5 separate regions of the Mus musculus genome follow, and regions 1, 2, 3 and 4 are each linked to region 5. The links are chromatin contacts, called in public Hi-C and HiChIP or PLAC-seq maps. All regions are on one chromosome and are shown on one strand. The core of a region is the stretch at or near the end of the contact, and the rest is flanking DNA. Distances in the headings are between cores, read along the strand shown. Region 1 holds the start of Trim14 (tripartite motif-containing 14). Region 2 overlaps Gabbr2 (gamma-aminobutyric acid (GABA) B receptor, 2). Region 3 overlaps Gabbr2 (gamma-aminobutyric acid (GABA) B receptor, 2). Region 4 overlaps Gabbr2 (gamma-aminobutyric acid (GABA) B receptor, 2). Region 5 has its middle 19 kb from the start of Gabbr2.

What was found. Hi-C and Micro-C count contacts between places; a contact is called where the count stands out from the background. HiChIP or PLAC-seq counts read pairs in DNA pulled down with a chosen protein or histone mark.
Region 1: a Hi-C map of B cells shows a contact between it and region 5, with 2.0 times the contacts expected there. The contact joins the promoter of Trim14 here to the enhancer-like site in region 5. A contact is called at or near these places in 4 of 39 promoter capture datasets (cranial neural crest, embryonic stem cells, neutrophils and 1 more), 1 of 484 Hi-C or Micro-C datasets (B cells), 2 of 115 datasets of contacts at active chromatin or transcription factors (craniofacial prominence and large pre-B cells) and 2 of 9 other capture datasets (embryonic stem cells and liver).
Region 2: a Hi-C map of bone marrow-derived macrophages shows a contact between it and region 5, with 38 read pairs. The contact joins two enhancer-like sites. A contact is called at or near these places in 3 of 484 Hi-C or Micro-C datasets (bone marrow, bone marrow-derived macrophages and embryonic stem cells), 11 of 115 datasets of contacts at active chromatin or transcription factors (DN3 thymocytes, the HPC-7 cell line, T-cell acute lymphoblastic leukemia and 7 more) and 2 of 9 other capture datasets (embryonic stem cells and liver).
Region 3: a Hi-C map of bone marrow-derived macrophages shows a contact between it and region 5, with 34 read pairs. The contact joins two enhancer-like sites. A contact is called at or near these places in 1 of 39 promoter capture datasets (neural stem cells), 1 of 484 Hi-C or Micro-C datasets (bone marrow-derived macrophages), 4 of 115 datasets of contacts at active chromatin or transcription factors (bone marrow-derived macrophages, embryonic basal ganglia, forebrain and 1 more) and 2 of 9 other capture datasets (liver and pancreatic islet).
Region 4: a contact with region 5 is called in an H3K4me3 HiChIP or PLAC-seq map of forebrain, with 4 times the contacts expected there. The contact joins two enhancer-like sites. A contact is called at or near these places in 1 of 39 promoter capture datasets (neural stem cells), 3 of 484 Hi-C or Micro-C datasets (bone marrow-derived macrophages, hematopoietic stem cells and liver), 5 of 115 datasets of contacts at active chromatin or transcription factors (bone marrow-derived macrophages, embryonic basal ganglia, forebrain and 2 more) and 2 of 9 other capture datasets (adipose tissue and liver).

What each region holds. Positions count from the first base shown.
Region 1 is chr4:46,534,476-46,538,444 of GRCm38.p6, forward strand. Trim14 (tripartite motif-containing 14) reads right to left here and starts at 1,666. Exons shown (of 6, transcript NM_029077.4): 1 at 1,405-1,666. The coding sequence starts at 1,605. Coro2a (coronin, actin binding protein 2A) reads right to left here. Exons shown (of 12, transcript NM_001164804.1): 12 at 2,462-3,969. Gm16731 (predicted gene, 16731) reads left to right here and starts at 1,426. Exons shown (of 4, transcript NR_151695.1): 1 at 1,426-1,588; 2 at 2,696-2,848.
Region 2 is chr4:46,750,047-46,754,112 of GRCm38.p6, forward strand. All of the region lies in intron 7 of Gabbr2 (gamma-aminobutyric acid (GABA) B receptor, 2), which reads right to left. Among named protein-coding and RNA genes, the nearest start is that of Gm32208, 98 kb to the right of the region's middle. Within about 2 kb of position 2,450, at least 40 of the 459 cell types and tissues checked have an H3K27ac peak or open chromatin away from gene starts, as enhancers often do. A contact at or near this core is called in T-cell acute lymphoblastic leukemia, bone marrow-derived macrophages and regulatory T cells, where this site is marked.
Region 3 is chr4:46,733,783-46,737,652 of GRCm38.p6, forward strand. Gabbr2 (gamma-aminobutyric acid (GABA) B receptor, 2) reads right to left here. Exons shown (of 19, transcript NM_001081141.2): 10 at 2,572-2,722; 11 at 276-408. Among named protein-coding and RNA genes, the nearest start is that of Tbc1d2, 86 kb to the left of the region's middle. Within about 2 kb of position 1,384, at least 9 of the 459 cell types and tissues checked have an H3K27ac peak or open chromatin away from gene starts, as enhancers often do. A contact at or near this core is called in bone marrow-derived macrophages, where this site is marked.
Region 4 is chr4:46,708,100-46,712,455 of GRCm38.p6, forward strand. All of the region lies in intron 13 of Gabbr2 (gamma-aminobutyric acid (GABA) B receptor, 2), which reads right to left. Among named protein-coding and RNA genes, the nearest start is that of Tbc1d2, 60 kb to the left of the region's middle. Within about 2 kb of position 2,277, at least 25 of the 459 cell types and tissues checked have an H3K27ac peak or open chromatin away from gene starts, as enhancers often do. A contact at or near this core is called in forebrain, where this site is marked.
Region 5 is chr4:47,008,766-47,013,046 of GRCm38.p6, forward strand. No RefSeq gene overlaps it. Among named protein-coding and RNA genes, the nearest start is that of Gabbr2, 19 kb to the left of the region's middle. Within about 2 kb of position 2,361, at least 147 of the 459 cell types and tissues checked have an H3K27ac peak or open chromatin away from gene starts, as enhancers often do. A contact at or near this core is called in B cells, T-cell acute lymphoblastic leukemia, bone marrow-derived macrophages and 3 more, where this site is marked.

The sequences.
Region 1 (3,969 bases), core at 416-2,915, 470 kb before region 5:
GCGGCTTCCCACCTGCACGCGCACAGCCTCCTCCTCGGCCAGGCCCACCGGGTGGCGGCGGTACGCACCCAGAACCCGGCAGAGCGCCCACACGGAGCGGCCACAGCGGCGACAGAAGAGCTCATGTCCACCCAATGGCACTTCCCTGGGGAAGTGCTTGCGTGGCTTCCTGCCCCAAGTTCTATTTTCTGGCTCTCACTGGCCACCACCCTGGGCTCCCTAGTATGATATGTAGTACATTGCAGTGCTACTATCCTACCCCTGACCAACCAGGCAACTAACTCATCCAGATGCGGCGAGGATCTGATTTCTGACTTGGCTCACGGTACAAGCCATGGCGCTGAGTGCTGAGTATGTGCTTGATGAAGGAATGGCTCTGTGGATAGACAGAGGAAGGGTGCCTAGGTTGACGCATAGCCTTGGGTCTCCGAGTAGCAGCATTTGAGGATCCTTATTAGCAGTCATTTCACAGTTGCTGAAGGATGGTTCTGGAAGCAGGGGCAGGACTCCACTAGTCAGACTGTCCTCCCTCAGGCCCAATTCAGATTGGAGTTGTAGTCTTGTCAAGGGTGGTTAAGTCAGGAGAGAGCAGAAAGGAAGGTGCTTTGGGCAGAATTACAAAGACTTCTTGGAGATAAACATAAAATCAGCCCCGGGGGTTCAGAAGGTTCTGGCTAGCTTGCCTTCCTCAAATGCAGAGAGGAGAATAGATTCTGCAGAGCCAGGGCAGCCGGCTGGGGGTCCTGCTTTCTCGTTATCTATAGAAGATAAGGCTGTGATTAACAAGCCTCTTCCGTGGGTGGGGTGGGAGAGGGGACAGTGGTGTATTTGCATAGGGGGAGGAGCCGGATTCAAGGCAGGAAGAGGGACCTTATTGACTTAGCAAAACAACATAGGCCATCAGGTCCCAGTTCAGAATGGCCTTTTATGAACTCCAGGGTCCAGAGACATTTCCAGGCTTCATGGAACACACGCATACATACAGTTTTCTTTTTCTACAATCTGGTCTTTTGAGATAGTCTCTCTACATATCACAGGTTGGCTGTAAACTCCCAATTTTCCAACTTCATCCTCCCCTGTGCTCTGTTAGGCGAACGTCCCTCCCGCGTCCTTGACTCTGGTTGGGGAGTTGCCCTAGCAGAAGCGGTAAAGAACGTGTGAGTACTAACCAGCTTGAGCCTCCTGTACCCCAAGCCAATCTTGGGAAGCTTCGCTGGTGGTTTGAGCAACTTTTGCACTTCCATAGGGTTCTGCCTCCCGATCCTACTGTCTACTATCTAGAGGACCTCAGGGTCCCCCTTTAGTTTCCCTGTCCTAACGGGATTTGACCCTCCTTTGACGGTTACTCTTGTGCTCAATCTCCGCCCGCCCAGACCTGCGGTGCACGCCCTCGCGGCTTCCCACCTGCACACGCACAGCCTCCTCCTCGGCCAGGCCCACCGGGTGGCCGCGGTGCGCACCCAGAACCGGGCAGAGCGCGCACACACAGCGGCCGCAGCGGCGACAGAAGAGCTCAGCCGGGCGTTCGCTGTGCTCCGGACAGCGCCAGCCATACGCCCCGTCGGGCTGAAAGGGCGCCCGCGCCTCGGTAGTCTCGCTCGCCATTCTCAGTGGCAACCGCTGTTCTCTGTGCAGTGTGGTCGGGTTGGGTTGGTGCAGAAATCGAAACCTTGCTCGGGGAGGGGCGGGGCGGGGCGGGGCGGGCGACCCAGCTCCCAGTGGCAAACTGGAGGGGCGATGACCTGCTGGAGAGTTGATGCTTGGTCCCACCTAGTGCTGGATCCGCGGCACAGCATCCTTCCACTCTTTCTCACCTTGAGGAGGAGGAGGTCACTATAGATAGGAACGCGGGTGCTTGCACTGATGGGCTCACTGGAAGGTTGGCTTCCCGCTTGTTGATGATGTTGGGCTTCTGGCAAACTGCGGAGGTGCGTAGTAGGTGGTGTGGCCTGCCCAGAGGGCCTACATTTTCTACACCTCATTTTGTTCTTTTCCTGTAGTGCTTCCTCCCTATGGTCAGCCATGTGGGGGCAGGTGGGGGTGAAGTTGGAACATACTTCCAAGAAGCCCCAATTATCTTCAGGCTAAAACTTCAAAGCCCCAGGCCCTGAAGATGTTCTGATTTCTCTTGCCTTGATGGGTGAATGACCCACCCTGTTTCTAGCCGGGGCATTTTGCAGTTCTTGCTTAAGGTATAGCTGCTGCTCACTGTCCCCCAATCACATGGAGGTGTGGCTTATCTCCTTCTTCAGGAAGCGTCCATTCTCCACCCACAGCCGCCTGACCACCCTGCCCCATCCTGCCCCTCACGAATTCTCTCAAACACAAGTGGAAGCACTTCAAGGGTATTCGGACCTTACTGACCAGTTTGCCAACCTGGTCCGGTATCATCTGGTCCAGACACCTAGTGCTAAATTGGTACTTGTAGAACGAATTAACAAAAAGGAAATCGCCAAGCATTGCAATATCGAGTCTGGTGTTATTATTTATTATTATTTTGGTTGAGGCAGAGTCTTAGACTCCTTTGCCCAAGCTGGTCTGGAATTTTCAATCTTCCTGCCTCAGCCTTCCATGAACTGGGATTACAGGCAGGAATTACCACCCACAGTAGATTGTCATATTCTTACATTGCACGATTCTGTGTCTATTTTAACTTTTATTTCTTAATTATTTTTTTATTTACTTTTTTACAAAGGTACAAGGAATTTAAGAAACATTCAAACAATCACTCAAACGGCTTCAGGCACGGTTTCATATGAAAAGCATAGGTCCGTATCTTGATTCCCGTTTCCCTCTGGGATACAACCTCAAGTTTTGTTCTAGGAAGCAGAATTATTGTAGAGCTAAGGTGGGTACAAGCTCATCTCCAAGCGTTCTCCCTCATTCACACAAAGTTCCTGAGTCATCAGAAAGAAAGCTCCCAAGGCAAGAAGGAAGGAGCCGAGGGCGGCTTTGCTGCTTGGGTGGTCACTGTGTCAGGGGGCAGTGTTGCTCCATTAGCCCAAGAACATAAAAACATAATCTTAAAAAAATATGACAAAATCTTCAAAAGAAAAAAAAGATGACAAATATCCCTCTCCCTTGCTATGAAATAATTTAAATAATTTATTCTAGATGTAAAAAAAAACCCAACAGAACAAGAAACAACATATAATTTTGTTCATAGCCACCTGTGACCTGTTCCTGAATGTGAGGTCTGGGTCTGGGTCCCTTACAGTGGGGATAGCTTTTTTTTGAGGGGATGGTGTTGTACAGAGATTTGATGGGAAGCTCACTGGACCCCACCCCTAGCCACACATAAGAGGCAGCCAGTGGTTTTGGGCTGGTGTCTTCACTATGTGGCCCTCCTGCCTTCTGAGCATGGGGTTGGAGCTTTACAGACTGACATGCTGGTCACAAATGAAAGGAGAGAGAGCGCGCCATCCCAGGAGCTCCAGATCCCTGCCATACTCGGGAGCACAAGGAAGGCGAGCATAGCTAGCTCATCGCCGGGCATAGAGTCCCAGTGTAGTGTAGGGATGGAGAATAAACCAAGGAGCACAGGACCCTGGTGTGTGCAGATACCAGCGACGGTGAGTGACGTGGTCGTGTGCGAGTCAGCTTTGTACTGCTTCCATTGCCAACACAGCAGTAGGATGCTAGCTAAAAGCGTCTCCATTCCCATGAACAGAAGCCACTCAGGCAGCTTGTTCAGAGGGCCGTACCCTCCACTGTAGGGTCAGCTTTAGTGGGCAGGTCTGGTCATCAGTATGTGCATCCAGTGGGGTGCTAATGGACGATGTGGGTCAGAACCTGTTAGCCTGGATAGCCCCTGAAATTCTCGCTTGAGCTCCAGCATGACCCTGAGTGATGGGGGAAACTATCTGTCCAGAGGGGAAGGGGGGAGGGGGGAACTCTGTCTGCTTGTCCAGGAGGTATGGGGGAGTGGGTACCTCCTGTGGTAAGCCTTGTCTCAAGTTCTCAGGCACC
Region 2 (4,066 bases), core at 1,200-3,699, 260 kb before region 5:
ATCTATCTATCTATCTATCTATCTATCTATGTGTGGTTTATTATTAAGGATGGACTTGGCTGAGTATGGTGGTATACACATTTAATCCCAGCAATCAGAAGGCAGAGGCAGAGGTAGAGGCAGAGGGCAGAGGGCAGAGGGCAGAGGGCAGAGGGCAGAGGGCAGAGGGCAGAGAGATCTCTGAGTTTGAAAGCAGCTTTGTCTACAAAGCAAGTTCTAAGACAGCCAGGGCTACACAGATAAACCCTGCCTCAGGAATAAAAAAGATGGAGAATGTTTTGGGACAATCATCCTGAGCTGACGTCAGCCCCAATTATAACTGGGCTATGATGCAGTTCAAAATTAAGCATTTCCAGCCAGCAAGACCTGACAACTGTCACAGGCAGATGAGCACCTCTCATTAGGGACTTTGGGGGCTAAAGATTGCTGTCATCTCTAGCATCTGCCTTGATGGTTCTCATATGCTTGGCTGAGTACACTAGGGATTTAAAGAAGGCACATTAGTTCCTTTTCCCCACCGTGGTCCCTGCTAAAATCCTGCAATTATTCAAGGAAACTGATGAGAAGAAATTGGCATGCAATCTGTCACTGCATCTTAACAACTTGCTTAGGTGGAATGGGGGTGATGCCCACTTTACAGATCAAGAAACTGAGGCTGGGCTGGGGAGATGGCTCAGTAGGTAAGGTACTTGTCCTGTGAGGATATGAGTTTGATTCCTCAGCATCTCTGTAAAAGTCTGGGAGTGGCGGAAACACTTGCATTCCCAGTGCTGTTTATGTTGAAATGAGAAGTGGAATTGTAAAATTCCTGGGCGAAACCCTGGGCATATGGCTTGGTGTAGGAAGCCTTGAATATAAAGAGATCCTGTCTCAAACTCGGTGAAAGGTGAGGACCAATACCCGAGATCGTCTCCAGCTTCCATGTGCACGCAGGCATACATGCGCGCGCGCGCACACACACACACACACACACACACACACACACACACACACACACACGAGTGCGATCACAGTTTCATTTTGTTTAGTAGTGCCAGGGATCAAACACAGGACCCTGTGCACATGAGCTGAGTGCTCTACCATCGAGCCACATCCCTAATTGTTTTATTTAAGACGCAGGCTCTCTCACTGGAGTTGGTGAAAACTCAGGAAGGAAGCTGTTTCCATGGAATCCTGCTTTCCTCTCACTGTGTGCGGAGCATTTGCAGCCAGGGCAATGGTGGTCCATACGCACTGCATTGTCAGGAGAATGCCTGGGGTGGAGGTGGGGTGGGGCATGGGATGGGGGCAGTCCCTAAGGTGAGGCAGGCCTGTGTCTTTAAGAGCTAAGAGGATCCCGCACCTCATCTTCAGAAACACCTTCCAAAGCCACTTTGACACCTTGAGAAGCCCTGTAGACAGCTGTGAGTAGTATCAGTTTGAAACTGAACACCCACCCAATTCTACATTCAGGTGACAGTAAGCAATTCCCTAAAGTGTGAAAACACTTCAAGGGAAGGTGAGACAGGAGCTGTGATTTTATTTCTAGGGATGATTGGAAATCACAGAACACCTTCCAAAAAGATCATGTTTATGCAAATGGACCACTTTACCTGGGTGGGAAAGATGCAAACCACTCTCCACAAGGAGAAAATGGAAAGAAATTCCCCCCAAGGGCAGAGCCCTAAATTCTTTGCCGATCTCTTGCCAGCATCTGAAGAATCCCAAAGGCAACTAGGAGTAGAATGTGGTCTGTCCGGTGGTGGATTCTTTGCTGGTTATATTAAAAAGCATGTGGGGGCGTGTGCGTGGCCAGATGGAATGGGTGGGAGAGAAAAACACTCTCCTGCTTTGTAAAAATTTATTGTTACTTTAAAAATTGTGTGTGTGTGTGTGTTCATGTGAGCGTGTGCAACACATTAGTTCAGGTGCTCACAGGTGTCATGTGACGCAGTTTACCGAGCGACCTGCCACTCAGTTTCCCTTCATCATTGTCAACTACTCAGAGGGCCGTTGGCCTGGATGAGGAAGGACTCTTGCTCCTGAGTAATGAAGGAAGCCTCTTTAGAAGCTACCCTCCGGGTTACAAGATGACCAGCTCACAACACGACATTTGGCCTACCCTGTGCCAAGTATTCTTTGTTTTAAATATGGGTCTCACTACGATGCCCAGGGAGCCTCTTCCTCAGCCACTGAATAGCCAGCTAAGTCTCCAGGGGTGCTATACTATGCTCTGCCCAAGTACCCCACTGGGCACCGAGTCTCACTCTAGGGGACTGTTGTATCAATCAATGAATAAGAAATGTCAGTCAGTGATGGGGCTGTGATGGTGAAGAAGGAAGAGAGGCTGATCTAGCTGTGGACTTGGTCTTGCTTCTCTGAGTTCTTTCTGCAGTCCTTGCTCCTGGGTCTCATTCCCACCTCCCTTCCTGTAGGCAACACTTGCTTCACTGTCTGCTTCCGGCAACCTAACCCAAGACTTCCTGTTGGGGAGGGGATGTGGGCAGGAAGAGGAGGAGGCGAGGGCTTCTGAGAGAAGTCCTAGGGTTCACCAGCCTTCTCTGGCTTTTTGTGGTAGATCACTGCAGTCAAACAGTGTGAGAGGCAGGTAGGAAGACAGGGAAAACTGGAGACATGAGGAGAGAGGAGGCTTCGTCCCGGAACACAGCTGACCTTTCTCTCCAGCGGGGATGCAAGAGTTCCGGCGGGGTTAGCCCCTGCTTAAGGCCTTTGCCCTGTCACAGGTGCAAACGTGTGCTTTCCTAGGATTCTCACTAGACGCCCTGTTTACAGGGACAGGCAAGTACTAACCCTCTTGTGCAGCCTGTCAGGTTACAATTCCATCTCTGCCGGCTCAGACCCACCTCACTTATCAAAAGATAGAGAGAAGGAAATATATGTTTCTTAGCAACCCTTTGAGATATAACTCAAGCATCTCCAAAATAGCATATAGAATTACTAATAAGACAAGGACTTTTGTCCTTTGAGGAGCCTGTTGCCCACACGTGGGTGTGTGTATTACTCTCCGCAGTTCCCAAGTCCGTGCCCTCAGGCAGGCCTTGTGTTTCCTTCTGAATTCTCTTTCTTCTACCTCTCATATTTAACTCTATGTTTAAAGTGGTTCGACCTAAAATTCTTTGCTCCGAAGCCACCAATCTCAGTTTGACCCACACTAAGGTTCCTAGAAGATGAGGGGACTCCTCAGGCTGCCGAGAGAGGCAGCATGGAGCTGTGTCTTGGTCTCCTTCCTACTTTCTAAAACCCCAGAATTGTGCTCCCCTTTCAGAAAGCCTTTACATATATAAATGTCACGGCTCTCCTTGAGCAGAGCCAGTCCAGGGCTGCCGCCTCACTGGGGACCAATCCATGTGAGAAATTAGATCCCAAGGCAACAGGGTTTGGTAGCTGCGACCCAGGCAATACTCATAGTTCACTCTCTCATCCATATATTCTTCTCTGTGTTGCAGGGGTGTTCAGGCCTCCCAGTCACATTTCCCATAATCCCCTGCTAACCAGTTCCATTTGCGTCTTGCTAATGGGAAGCATTCACAGGGAAAAGTTCATATCAGGGATTTTTTTTCCCCAATCCCCATCCTGGTTTTGGGCACAGTAGTAAAAGCTACAGGTGATCAAAGATGGAGTGGGGCCAAGTGGTACCCAGCTACCTGCTGAGTGCTTAGAGAGATACAGTCTCCAGTGTGGCAGATCTGGCAGGGCTAGGGGCAGCATCCACAGGGTCCAGCGTGCTTCGATGTCACCTCTTTATTTGATTTGTATTCTACATCTGCTCCTTGATCACTTTGAGAAACCCATTTGGAAGTTAGATAGCATTTCGATCAGCACCCTATGAAGATGCTAGACCCCTCTGGCCTTGCAGAGGCAATGACAGCCCCACCTTCCTTCCTATCCCTCCACCTCCAGGGACCTGGGAATGCTTGCCATGTATCACGTCAGGGACAACCCTGCTTGTTCCAGCCCTCCCAAGGAAGTCCTGGGCTGACACAGGGGTCTAACTTGTTTTGATAAGAACCTCTGTGGAGCAGATTCGGAAATAAAATCCTTGAGGAAAGTCCCAAGGTGGAGATGA
Region 3 (3,870 bases), core at 134-2,633, 280 kb before region 5:
CTGTCCAGTATCCCACACCTCCCTCCTCCAGAGCTTTCTAGTTTTGGTCCTTCATCTGGCAGTGGCTTGTCTGCCACAGAGTCACCTCAGTGGTCCAGCCACTGTCCGTGCTCACTGCAGTCAGACACAGGCACTTCTGTCTGGGCTGTGCAGCTGTTGGTCTAATCTGGTTGTTTCTTGCTCATCCCGGTGTGTTTCCACACAGCTGTGTCCGATGACAAGGCCACGGAGAGATCTTTATGTCACGCATGACTGGCACATACATGAGGGCTTACCGTGCAGAGTGTTTCAAAGGTCTTTTCTGAGACGAAGGATCCATCGAGACCAAAGAGGAAGATGGATGCATAGGACAGCATCCCACCCAGGATGATGAGGTTGTTCATATAGGGGCTTGACATCTTGATCAGCCTGGTGGAAAGAGGCACTAGGTTACACAGTGTCTTCCAAACATGCCAGGTGAGCACTGCTGCCAAACTTTCAGGAACGAGGGAACAGGGCCCCGAGCCGGTCCACTTCCAGGCTGATGATGCCCACTGCTTCTGTAGAGAACCTCAACAGCCGCATATTGTCCCACCTCCTTCCTCAAGCCTACTTATCAGTCCACCAGGGAGAGGTCACGACGCAACAGCTTCAACAGCTTCATCTATTGTAATTTTCAGCTTACAGCATTTTGGGTTAGGGTCAGGAACAGGAGTCTAATTGAATGAGTGTAGTGAAGAGTGTGGTTCCCATACCATGCTCCCCTGCCCAACTTGTACACATCACAGAGCCCTGCTGGGTTGCTCAGAGACTGCTCGCCAGGTGGTAAGTGAGCCCCCTTAGAACACTCAGAAAGCCTCCCCCTACCCCGGCACTGTTCCATGTGCAAAGGGGGAATGGGGTAGTGACATGTCTCCCAGTCACAACCCTTACGCCAGGAGTTGGGCAATTGGGCCCTCACACCATTTTCTGTTCTTTCTCACCAGACCAGTGGAGGTATGCCTTTCACTCCCAAACATCCTCCAGGAATCTTGCTGTGGCCTCTAAGTGCCCAGCAAACCAAGTTTGAGCTTGCTGAGCTAAACTCCAAGAGGGTTAGAACTTTTAAGACTCAGCGTACCTGGCTCCCCAGGCACAACTGGCTTGGCTTGGAGTGGTTCCTTTTATAGACTGTAGCAATAGCCAGCTGCTCCCCAAACATTTTACTTGTATTCTGCAATTCTACGAATGATTCAAGCATAGGACTGGCGAGCTTCCTGGAGAGGGTGGTTTGCAAAATGGTGGGTAGGAAGAGAAATGGGAGGGAGATTGAGTTCCCACAGTTTTGCAGATTTTTCAATGGCTGAGCCATCCGAATAAATCATTCTGGTAATTTCTCCAAGAGGCCACGAGGGGGAAGTTAAAGAATTAATCTAGTGAGGCAGTTTGCAGCTCTGACAGGATCTCCTTAGACATGCAGGAGGGCTGGACAGCACTGCGAAGCAACTGGATGCCTGAGCCTTAAGCCAAAAGGTGCAACCCTCACTTAGGATTGGTTCCAGTGGCTGTGCAAATTGCAGGTGGCTAGGAAGAGACACCGGGTGAATTGCATTTATTCTTCAGGAAATGGGTTTGACCTAAACAATTACTTAAATAAGCAAACAAACCCGCAGGGCTCAAAGGCTCCCAGCTCCTCCTTGGCAAGAAGAAAAAGGAGCAACACCAGAGTAAAACTCATCCCCTGGTACTGCCCTTGTCCCTACCAGTGTGGGGGGAATGCAGTGCAGCTTCAGGGACAATGGCAAGGGCCCCATGTCCCCTGGGTGCATGTGAGGCTCCTCCAACACAGGTTTCTAACTTTGGTCCAGTCTCCCCCATGACAAAGCAAGAGTGGGTTCAGTGATTTCCTATGGAAACAGGCCAAGATGGCTGCCTGGTCAAGATCAAGGAGTGCTGGCCTGGCTACTGACAGCTGAGCACAGTACCTCAGAGTGGGGACTTCCTGGGGAGAGCCGAGAACACTCAAAAGGCTGAGATAGAACCAAAAGGCTAGACCACTCATGGACAACAGACCCCTGGTGACACTGGGAGTCATGGAAAGGGTCAAATGAGATGTGAGGGAGGGGCCTTCTGAACTGACATGGGTTGTCCCAATTGGGGGGGGGGGCTCTGTCACTGGAGACCTCACTAGGAAAGGACCACTTCATTTCTACTAGCAGTGCCTAAAGGTGCTAGAAGTGGGCCTGAGAAGCTGGGGACTCTGGGGTCTTCTGTGTCGTTGCTCTTGAAGTAACTCAAGTTGATGAGCATGTCCAGAGCTCTAAGGTCCATGGGCTTGGGTTTATCACTTCCACTTTATTTAACCCAGTCCTCCAACAGTCCAGCTGCACCTTACCGTGTGTGTGTGTGTGTGTGTGTGTGTGTGTGCGCGCGCGCGCGCCCTACAGTATCTTAGCAACAACGGCAGCATACTTCAGGAACCCACCCCAAAATATCCACTGTGCTCTAGGGGCTGGTCTACCGGAAAAGCCTGCCATGCTGTGACCCCATTGGTGAAGCAAGGGACTGGCCCACTAGAAAAGCATTCTCCCAGCATAGGGCAGGGCTGCTTACTTTTGGTTCCGGTTCTTGATGTTGAAGAAGAGGAAGGCGCTGGCCATGATCATGCCGAGGATAGTGAGAGCTGACAGGATGCTATACAGTGGAAGCGAGATCTTCCGAAGCTGCTCTAGAATGATGGTCTTGTCCTTGGGTGGCTCCGACCCTGCAAGGTCAAGGAGAAGCCATTAGACCCTAGTGCTGTTATTCTCCAAGGACATTTTGCCTCTGTGTCCTTAATACCCGGCCAAACACAGCACATGTACCCCGCGTCAGGCTCATCTACCCACTGGGTGAGAGGATCTAGTGGCTGGCCAGTCTGCTCAGCAGGAGCCTGAGCCAGGACTTATTTCTTTCTCTAAATAGAATCAATAAGGGATCTGTGATGCATTTAACAGCCATTAAAAGACTAGAATTTGATTTGGTCTAATTACGCTGTTGAAAAACCATCACCATTTATCCCCAAAGGTAACCATGGCTGGGAATGCAGAGGTACCGCTGGGTGCTACTGGGCGGGGTTGTGGCGAAGAACTTGGCACGATCCTCAAGGACTCTGCTTCTACCTGAACATGATAAATGATCTTGCTCACCAGGGCAGACACCCCGCCTGTCAATTCTAGGGTGACAGATATGTGCTCCGGCTGCAGATTCTCAGCCTCAAGGTCATTATCACAAAAGCTCTTTGGTTTTCTGTTTCCTAAGACTGGGTAACTGTGGGAGGTGGAAGCTACCTCCCCTTCACACAGAGCCGGGGCCAGGCTGAAGCTGTGGGGTTCCGTTTCTCTCTGTGCCTGCCAGGCTGCCTGGCTCATTCTTCAAGGGCACCAGGAACTCAAGGGGTGGGGACTGAGAGACTCAGAACAAATGTGTCTTCCTGCATGGTTGTCGGTTTGTACAGGTTGGTCTGGGATGATGGAGGCAGGAGCTCCCCTGACCCCGCCTTCCTGAAAATTTTCTTCTTTTATGGGCTATCTCAGGTCACGTGTTTGCTGTGGCATTAGGAACTGTCAAGTCCTTTCTCTTCAGTGGGCCGAAGGAAAATTGGCTGATGCAGGGGAGTGGCCAAGACCAGAGTCCTGTTGGGGATTCTGGTGACCTTTGTTATGCCTCCATTTGCAACGCCAGGGAACAGGCAGGAAGCAGAGGGGTGGAGAACAAGCCCCTTCACTCAGCCTGGAACCCTGTGCTTACAAGTTCAAATGTGTTCAGAAAACAGCTAATGGGGGCAGCAGGGATCTTCATCCAAGAGACCGAGAAAAACTTTTTCCTAAAGGATCTAGGGTGCTTCCAGAGTGTAAAACCTTGACAGGGGTG
Region 4 (4,356 bases), core at 1,027-3,526, 300 kb before region 5:
AATGAGACCCTCCTCCTCACCATGTGGGGGCGAGTCTTCTCCTAGTGACCCTCAGATGAAGATGTAGAACTCTCAGTTCCTCCTGCACCATGCCTGCCTGGATGGTGCCATGTTCCTGCCTTGATGATAATGGACTGAACCTCTGAACCTGTAAGCCAGCCCAGATTAAATGTTGTCCTTTATAAGAGTTGCCTTGGCTTTGCCAGTGCATGGCAAATACAGAAGTGGATGCTTACAGTCATCCATTGGATGGAGCACAAAGCCCCCAATGAAGGAGCAAGAGAAAGTACTCAGGGAGCTGAAGGGGTTTGCAACCCTACAGGAGGAACAACAATATGAACTAACCAGCACGCCCAGAGCTCTTTGGAACGATACCACCAATCAAAGAAAACACATGGTGGAACTTGTGGCTCTAGCTGCATATGTAGCAGAGGATGGCCTAGTCGGTCATCAATGGGAGGAGAGGCCCTTGGTCCTGTGAAGGTTCTATGCCCTAGTATAGGGGAATGCCAGGACCAGGAATGGGAGTGGGTGGGTTGGTGAGCAGGGGGAGGGGAGAGGGAATAGGGAATTTTCCAAAGGGAAATTAGGAAAGGGGATAACATTTGAAATGTAAATAAAGAAAATACCTAATAAAAAAAAAGTTAAAAAAAAGGGTTGCCTTGGTCATGGTGTCTGTTCACAGCAGTAAAACCCTAAGTAAACACTAAGACACCTAGTGTACCCTGACTAATACCTGTTATCATTCTCTTTACGTGCCCCATGAGGGATATTAACCCACACCCACTCCTGGGTAGTTCTTTGGAGTATTAAGCCTAAGGTTTAGTACAGTAACTCAAGTGTAAAACCAAGGTTCTGCAGACACAGAGCTGTTACACATTCTCTTATAGATCCACCCTCATAGAGTGCGCATCCTGGCACTCTGATGAAGCTCTGAGTCCTAGTTTTTGTGACTTAACCTGGAATTCACACCTTGCTTCTCTCAAGAGGCTGGAAGCAATACACAATAACCTTCCAAACACAACAGGATATTTAAAAAGTAAAGATCAGACATAGGAGGGCAAGATAATCCTTCAGGAACCCCTGGTAAGATGGTGACTGCCCTTGAACACTGGATTTGGCTCTAACTTGATAGCAGCCAAGGCTAAAAATGTGTACACATGAGCACACACATCCATATACACACAAATAAATATGATGATGATGACAACAACCATGGTGATTTAAAAACTAATGTGACTCTTCCACTAAAACTTCCTGGTCTCAGGAAGGAAGAAGAGACAAGTTGAAGTTCACGGGTGAGCATGGCCCAAGCCTGGCACCTCATTCCTTCAGTCTCTGGTGGGCCCTTATCTCAGGGGCATGGGTCAGCAGTAGAACTAGCATCCTTCCTAGACATGCTGAGTTATCCTTCTGTTGGCAGTGTTGGCCCCAGAAGTGAGCTCTTGACAAAAGGTGAGGCTGGCATTAAGTTAAATTGCAACTCGGCAGAGAGGCTTTTTTTGAGACGCTGGCTTAATGGGTACCAGACAGATGGTTTGAATTTGGACATATGGGGCATGGGGAGAGGGTTCCAGGCGGAGGGAGTGATTTATTCGATAAATATTTACCAAGAGCCTGCTTGGAGCCAGGCCCTAGTGGTGGGTTCTGGGGACACACAGATGGCCTTGGCCTCTGAGGAGGTCACAGACGAGGGGGACAGGTGCACAGACAAATTACCAGTGCTGGGACCAGAATGAGGGCGTGCACAGGGTGAGGTGACTGAGATGGACGGAGGCATCCAAGGCTTCCTATGTGTTCCATGGCTCCTGGGAAAATCCTGCTAAGCCACCTCTCACAGCTCAAGGTGGGACTTTCACATGGGACAACGGCACTCTGGGGCAGGAGGGAGGGTGTGCTGTGTAGAGCGGACAGACGCACATGGGAGAGAAGCAGCTGTTGGCTGGAGTAGCTGATCAAGCTTTATGGGGGGGGGTATAAAATGAGACTGTGAGACTGAAGGCCAGCCCCCAAATTGCTGGAAGCCTCTGGCCTAGTTGACGAATGCAGACTTCAGTCTCTGACAGAGGCTGGCACGGTCAGAGCTTCCCAAGGGTCAGCCTGCCCTGAGATGACTCTGCTAGGCAACCTGAGGCCCATGGACTGCCTGAACTATGGACTGTCTCCTGGGATCCAGGCCTGGCTATTTAGGATGACTATGTTGGACAGAGACCTGCCCTGTGTGACAGACACCTGCCCTGCTTTCCAGGGCGAGTGGCTTCAGCAGCGACTCTCGGCTACCCGGGAAATGTGACCTGAGCCTCAAAAGCCTTGGGCCACTAGGCCAACTGTGAGCAGCCTAAGGAGGCTCTGGCTGGCACTCTCCTTCCTTTGCCATTTTACTGTCTGCTTTACGGTGAGCACTCAGAGGCTGGTCAGCTTTGTGAAGATTCCAGCCGTGCCCAGGAAGCTCCTGCCAGTCTTCTCTACCCCCTGCCTTCACCCAAACAGCTGGAGAGGGAGGTAGAAGATAAGAGTTAAAATTCTTTAAAATTCCATGTGTTTGCCTCTTCCAATACCTGTTTCCATAGAAACACTGCTGGTAGAAGCCAGGAGCAGTTCCCTTATTCCATCCAAATCCCCATTTGACTCTGTGAATACAGAATGGTGAGGCTGAGAAAATGCGGAGGGAACTTTGAAGCGCCCCTGTGTGCCAAACTGCCTGTTACCTCATTATGCCAGAATGGCCAGAAAGCCACAGAAACCTGAGGTAGAGGGAGCTCCTGAGGTACTCAGTGTCTGGGCAGTTTGTGGGGATGGACGGCCTAGCACTTCAGCAAGTGTGTGCTCCCTGCCACCCCCAGCTCCCATAGATGGCCGCAGTATGTGAGATGGCTTTCATTGCAACCTGCCTGGGAAGCAAATGGGGGACATTGCGTGGTGGCCCCTGGGTGCTGCAACAGTGGCCCTCTGTGGCTTGTCTGACCATTTACACTTAGCAACGCTGAGTGCTTCCCCTGTGTCTCTCCATATCGAAACTACTTTGGAATGTCAGATGGATGCATGGACTGTGGCCCAGCACAGAGGGAAGGAAAAATGAAGCCTTTGGCTAGGGCTGCGGCCACTTTCACATTATTCACATACAGGCTGAGCTGAGCTTCATGGTGAATTCATTACAAACTATTTTTCTCAAATGAAAAAGTAATCTCTCTCTCTCTCTCTCTCTCTCTCCCTCTCTCTCTCTCTCTCTTCACTGTCACTTCTTGGTTCTTATCTTACTTGCTCTAAAGGCAGCACTTGGCATGGCTTATCAAAACCTCCTTCTTGAAGCATTTTACCCTTTGGTTTCCAAGAACTTGTGTGATTTTTCCAAAGGCACAGCCTTCCCTCCCTGTATCTGAATCCACTGAACTCACATGACTTTCTTCCCATCCGCCTCAGGCATCTCCAGCCAGGCATCCCTTTCTGTCTCCCACCTACATCCCTGGACCCTGAGCATCACTGTGTTCCTGGACTCTTCCTTGGTCCCACCTCTAGTGCATCCCTGTGCCCTGAGTTGAGGCCTTCACAGGGAACCTCTGATGTCACCTGCTTGTTGACCTCTCTCAGGTCCCTCCTGCACCCCACATCTCTCCCTGAAACCCAGAACTGTATCATCAACAGTCACGCTCATTACTAAAAGTGGCACTTAAAAAATGTTATTTTCCTTTCTGCCAAGAATCCAAATCATATTTTACAAGCGCTTTAAGCATTCTTGGCAGGTTTATCAACACCTCCTGTATATGAGTTGCAGAAACAAGCAATTTTCCCATCCGTGTACAGGCGGAGGAACGGCTGAGACATCATAATCTTTCTACCCGTGTACAGGCTGAGATGTGGCTGAGACCTCACAAGGAGCCTGGATCAGGAGCTTGGGACACCTGCCGGCCTGTGCCTCACGCTTGAGATATCTTCCTTCCTCACATTCTTTTTGGGTGGCACATTTTGACTGTGGTCTGCTTTCTCTCTGAATCCCCACCCCCACCCACAGACACTTCTCTCCCTCCTGCCTCTCTGACCACCACTCTCAGCTCACTTCCCGGGACTCCAAGAAGAGCTTTCTTCTCCATGTTTCCACTCTCTCTGGGGCTCCACCCTTGTCCTCACGACTCCCAGGCTTATTGAGCTGACCTTCCACCTATCCCCTCTACTGGAGAAACGACTGTCATGTGTGTCTAGAACCTTGAATCATAACTTCTAGGTTCCTTTGCCCAGGAGGTTCGCTGGCACTCAGGTATTTCAAACATATGACCAGAAATGAGACCCTTAGTTCCTTCTCAAGCTTTCTTCTCGTTCTACACCCTGACTCAGTGATGTGGCTGCCACCTACCACCCAAG
Region 5 (4,281 bases), core at 1,111-3,610:
TATGTGTGGAGCACAGCTGGCTTCCAAAGCAGGTCCCCTTCCAGGGAACGGCAAGAAACGTGAAGGGAAACTGAAAGTGGGCACGTCAGCTCCCACCCCTCAGGTGTCCTGTCTAGAGGGAGTGGACACACCTCACATTCATTTGCAGGCCTTCAAGTTTGTTCAAAAGTTTAGAATGTGACCACTTCACGGCTGCAGAAGCAGCCGAACTTGGGGTCAGACACACAGAAGTGGGGCAGAAAGCCAAGGGGGAATCTGCACACAGCACCGCTGTCCCCTGACCTGGAGTGTGCACCTTCCCTGAGAACACGAGGACACGTGGATAGGAGAGGAACTGAAGATCTCCCCAGCCTGTAGGGATTGTTTCATTTGGTCAAAGGGCTTCCTATTGTAGCCCAGGCTGGCTATGAACCTGCCTCAGCCTGCCAGTGGCTAGAATTGTTTGTATGTTTCACCAAGCTAAGGAGGCTTTTGTTCCGAGACAGAATATAGCTATATAATCCAGACTAGCCTCCAAATTGTGATCCTCCTGCCTCTCTCTCCTGAGGGTTACGATTACAGGCATTCAGGTCTTTACATATTGCTCAGCACCTACTGTGTGGTATGTACAGGGAGACCTTTTTTTACTTAATTCCCCCCATTATCACAATAGGAGGGATTTATTCTCCCACTTTATGGAGGGAGCTGTTGAGACTGAACGGTTCCACAGTAATGTAACCCTGCTAGGTGATCAGGTAGGCAAACCATCCTTTCTCTTGGTTGAGTGAACAGTGGAGCCATTTGATTTGAGGGCTGAGGCCTTTCAATGGCCTTCCTTGTGTTCTCTCTGGCTGCTCTCCATCCTCCCCACCATCCTCTTGCCTTGGGAAGCAGGTGAGCAGCAGTCACACACGGCACTTCCCAGGTCTCCTCTCCCCCATGGCTTAGGTAGTGCTCAGCGCTTGGCAGCCCCAGAGATCCGACATCTGGCTGCTGAAGCTTGCTGCCTACTGGGAAGTAGTTCCAACAGCGCCAAGCAGGTGCAGGGAGCTGGAAAGGCCTGCCCTTCCAGAGCCTGGGAAGTGAGTGCCCCAGGAGACTTTCCATGTCAAGTGAGGGAGGGTGTCACTGCAGAACGAGCCTTCGTAAGCCCAGGAATGAAGCTGCCCATGGCCTCGTGGATGAGGTGCTCAGTCAGGCACAGTCTGGGTGTCGGAGAATGTAGTAGGGTGACTTAGAGCAAACATAGCCAAGTGCTTGGCCACCGACACTCCTTGTGACAGGTAAAGGCTCTAGAGTTGTGTGGACATGATGGTCTGAGGTGGCCCCTTAGCTTGAAGGACATGGAGACCATTTTCCTCCCCAAGTCTCACTCCCAGGAAATTTCTAGAGCCCAGTCACAGAGGACTTTAAACTCTGGTTGGTGTTACTGGATGAAGAAAGCATCGGGTGATTTCAGCAGCAACAGGTTCTCAGGTCACAGCACCTCAAGACTGGAGAAGGTGCCTGAGACACTCCCACAGAACTCTCTTATGATGTAGAAGGTGGGCTCAGAGAGGGCAAGTGAGGCTGCACAGCACAGCACCCTGAGTCCAGACTCCCAGTAGTGCTCTCTGCCTACGTGGTTCCTGGCAATCCCTGTGGTAAAAGTCACCATCCCTGTGAGTGCTCACCCTGAGGGGCTGTCAAAAAGAGGGTGTTCCCCCTGGATCCTGAAAAGCATTAAGGGCACAGCCCTGTTGTTTGAAAACCGCATCCCCGTTCATTTTCATATGTGCACTTTACAGAAACACCAACAGATGTGCTAGCTCTCCCCTTGCCAGATTCCTGGGAGATGCAAGACTCAAGAAACGTTGTGCTTGGAGTCTATGGGGAGCCAGAGAAGTCCCAAGCCTAGCGTTTCCCAGGAAGCAAGGGCAATAGCAAAGGCAGGAGGGAAAGTCACAGTGAACTTACTGAAAATCTGACTTTGCTTTGTCATTGACCTGATGTTCCAGAGTTGGGACTGGCTGCGACCCTTGTTTCCCTGCTGCAGTCTCTGGGTACCACTTATATCCTTCCCTCAGGTTTGCAGAGGCTGCGGAAGGGTTGAGGTTGAGAGGGAGGGTTTCCTCCCATTTCAGCTCAGGGTTACCGGGTGACTTAAGTCTCTGCATATGACAGCCAGTGAATCCGAATCTCCTGAGGGGCTCTGTCTAGATCAGATCTGACCATGGACAGCAAGAGAATGACAAGCCATCCCATGCTCGCTCTGGGCTGACATGGCAGCCGGGGATGCTGTTAATTTCACTGTTTACAGAAAGAAGTCCGGGGTGAGTGGAGGCTTTTTTGGTGTTTTAAAGCCAGATGGTATTTCCTGCCTTGATCAGCCTCGGAGCTTTGGTTCCCATGGCAACTCTGAAGTTCCACCTACTGCAACTTCCTCATTCTCTGAGCTTCTTCCTCTTCCACCATAGTGGGGGGGGGTGGGGGGGGCAGGAGAATAAAGCCATTAACTAGTTTGTGTGTTGCACTTCTCAGCTGACACTGCGCTCCAGCTCCAGCGTGTATGACCTCAGTCCTCGCTGCAACCTAGACACAGAGCATCTGCTGTCTCTGTCTTGCACAGGGAAACCCAGGCTCCAGAGACAGGTGATATGTTTTGCTTGCCCTCATTGGTGTCAACAGGACTTCAACCAGGTCTCATGTCTCTGGACCTCGGGTGGGATGAGCATACCCTAGCACTCCCTCTGCTGTGCTTACAATTCCTAAGTGGCGAATTTCATATGTAAGTTGAGTCCAAATCTCCACCAAGTTAACTTCTCTGAGCATCCCTTTGCTGTAAATGGCAAGAATGGTGGCCCTGGAAGGGCAGGGGACTTACATATGGATATGTAGATAGCCACAGTGTGTGCCTATTTGGATTTGAAGGAGACCTAGCATCGCCCTAGTTACCTTTTGACATTGAGCATGATGTTGTCATGTAGAGATGTTCTGGGTCACATTCTATGCACCTGCAGGCCACAGATTGGGAGGTAACAGCAAGCATGTAATGTTTATTTGCTGCGGTAAGAGCAGTACATGATTTCTCATGATGCAATGGACACACACATCCCTGGGGTCCTTATTGGGATTTCACCTCTTATGGATGTCCCGGGGAGTAGACCCCACTTCATGCAGCAATACCATCGCGTAGGAAGCACTGTGCGAGTGTTCTGAATGGCTCATTGTGCAGAGAGGCAAGGCCAAATCTGTAGAAAATGCTGGAAGCTGCAGGGATGTCTAGGAGTGTGGGCAGGAGCCAGTATGGAGTATTCCTCCAGGTATAAGATTGCCAGAAGGGCTCCCAGGGCTGCTGCCCAGGTTCTGCACATACTAAAACCTCATGGGGCCGTGGCAGCAACTGCGTCCATTCTTGGGACATTCAGTAGAGGATGGAAGGATGTCAACAGGCCATATCCTGCATGACAAAATAGACTCATTGGTAATGATGTGGCCAAATCTTCCCAGCCAAAAATTACTTTCAAAAAAAGTCATCTTTTCTCAGGAATGCCAAAGGACACATTTAAGCTCCTGGCAGAAGGGGAGTGGAGCTGACAGCAGGCACCTGGTATTGCTCTGCCTGGCAGTTTTCTTTGCTCTGTATTCTGTATGACTGTGGTTTGCACACCGAATTATGTGCATTAAGTTAATTGCTATCCAATTAACAAATATTTTCCATTAATTCTTGCAATCAATCTGGCTGGTACATCCCATCACCCAGCTCTTTTGCCTGTCCTCGGCTCCGTGTTGGTCAATGTGGCAGTGCCAAGTGGCTGATGAATCGTTCCTGCAGCCCGACCCCCACCTGACAGACAGGAAAAAAATGACCAGGAGCTCGGGTGTCAGAGTGCTTTCCTTGTGAGGAGCCCACAGACTGCCAGTTAAGCGCCACACCTGCCCCTTGAACAGGACTGTCATTATTCTAGAGGATGACAAGCAAGGCAAGGACTTGGCTTGGCTCCCGGGGTTTCCCCAGTGCCTCTGACGATGCTCCATGCTCGGGCCTCAGCAGATGAGCCCGTATCCCAGTTCCCAGGATTCCTAAGGACACAGTAAAGTCAGCTTGTCCAGCAGCTTCATTCACAAAGCCTTACACCTCTGGGCTCTTACCACTGGTCCCCCATGTCGAATGACCCTAACCCCCTTATTCCATATGCGATCCAGGAGGCAGACTCTAGTGCAGACTGGCTGTGCTGTCTAGTTTTATGTCAACTTAACATAGTTATTGTCGTCAGAGAGGAAGCCTCAATTGAGAAAAACGTCTCCAGAAGATGGGGCTGT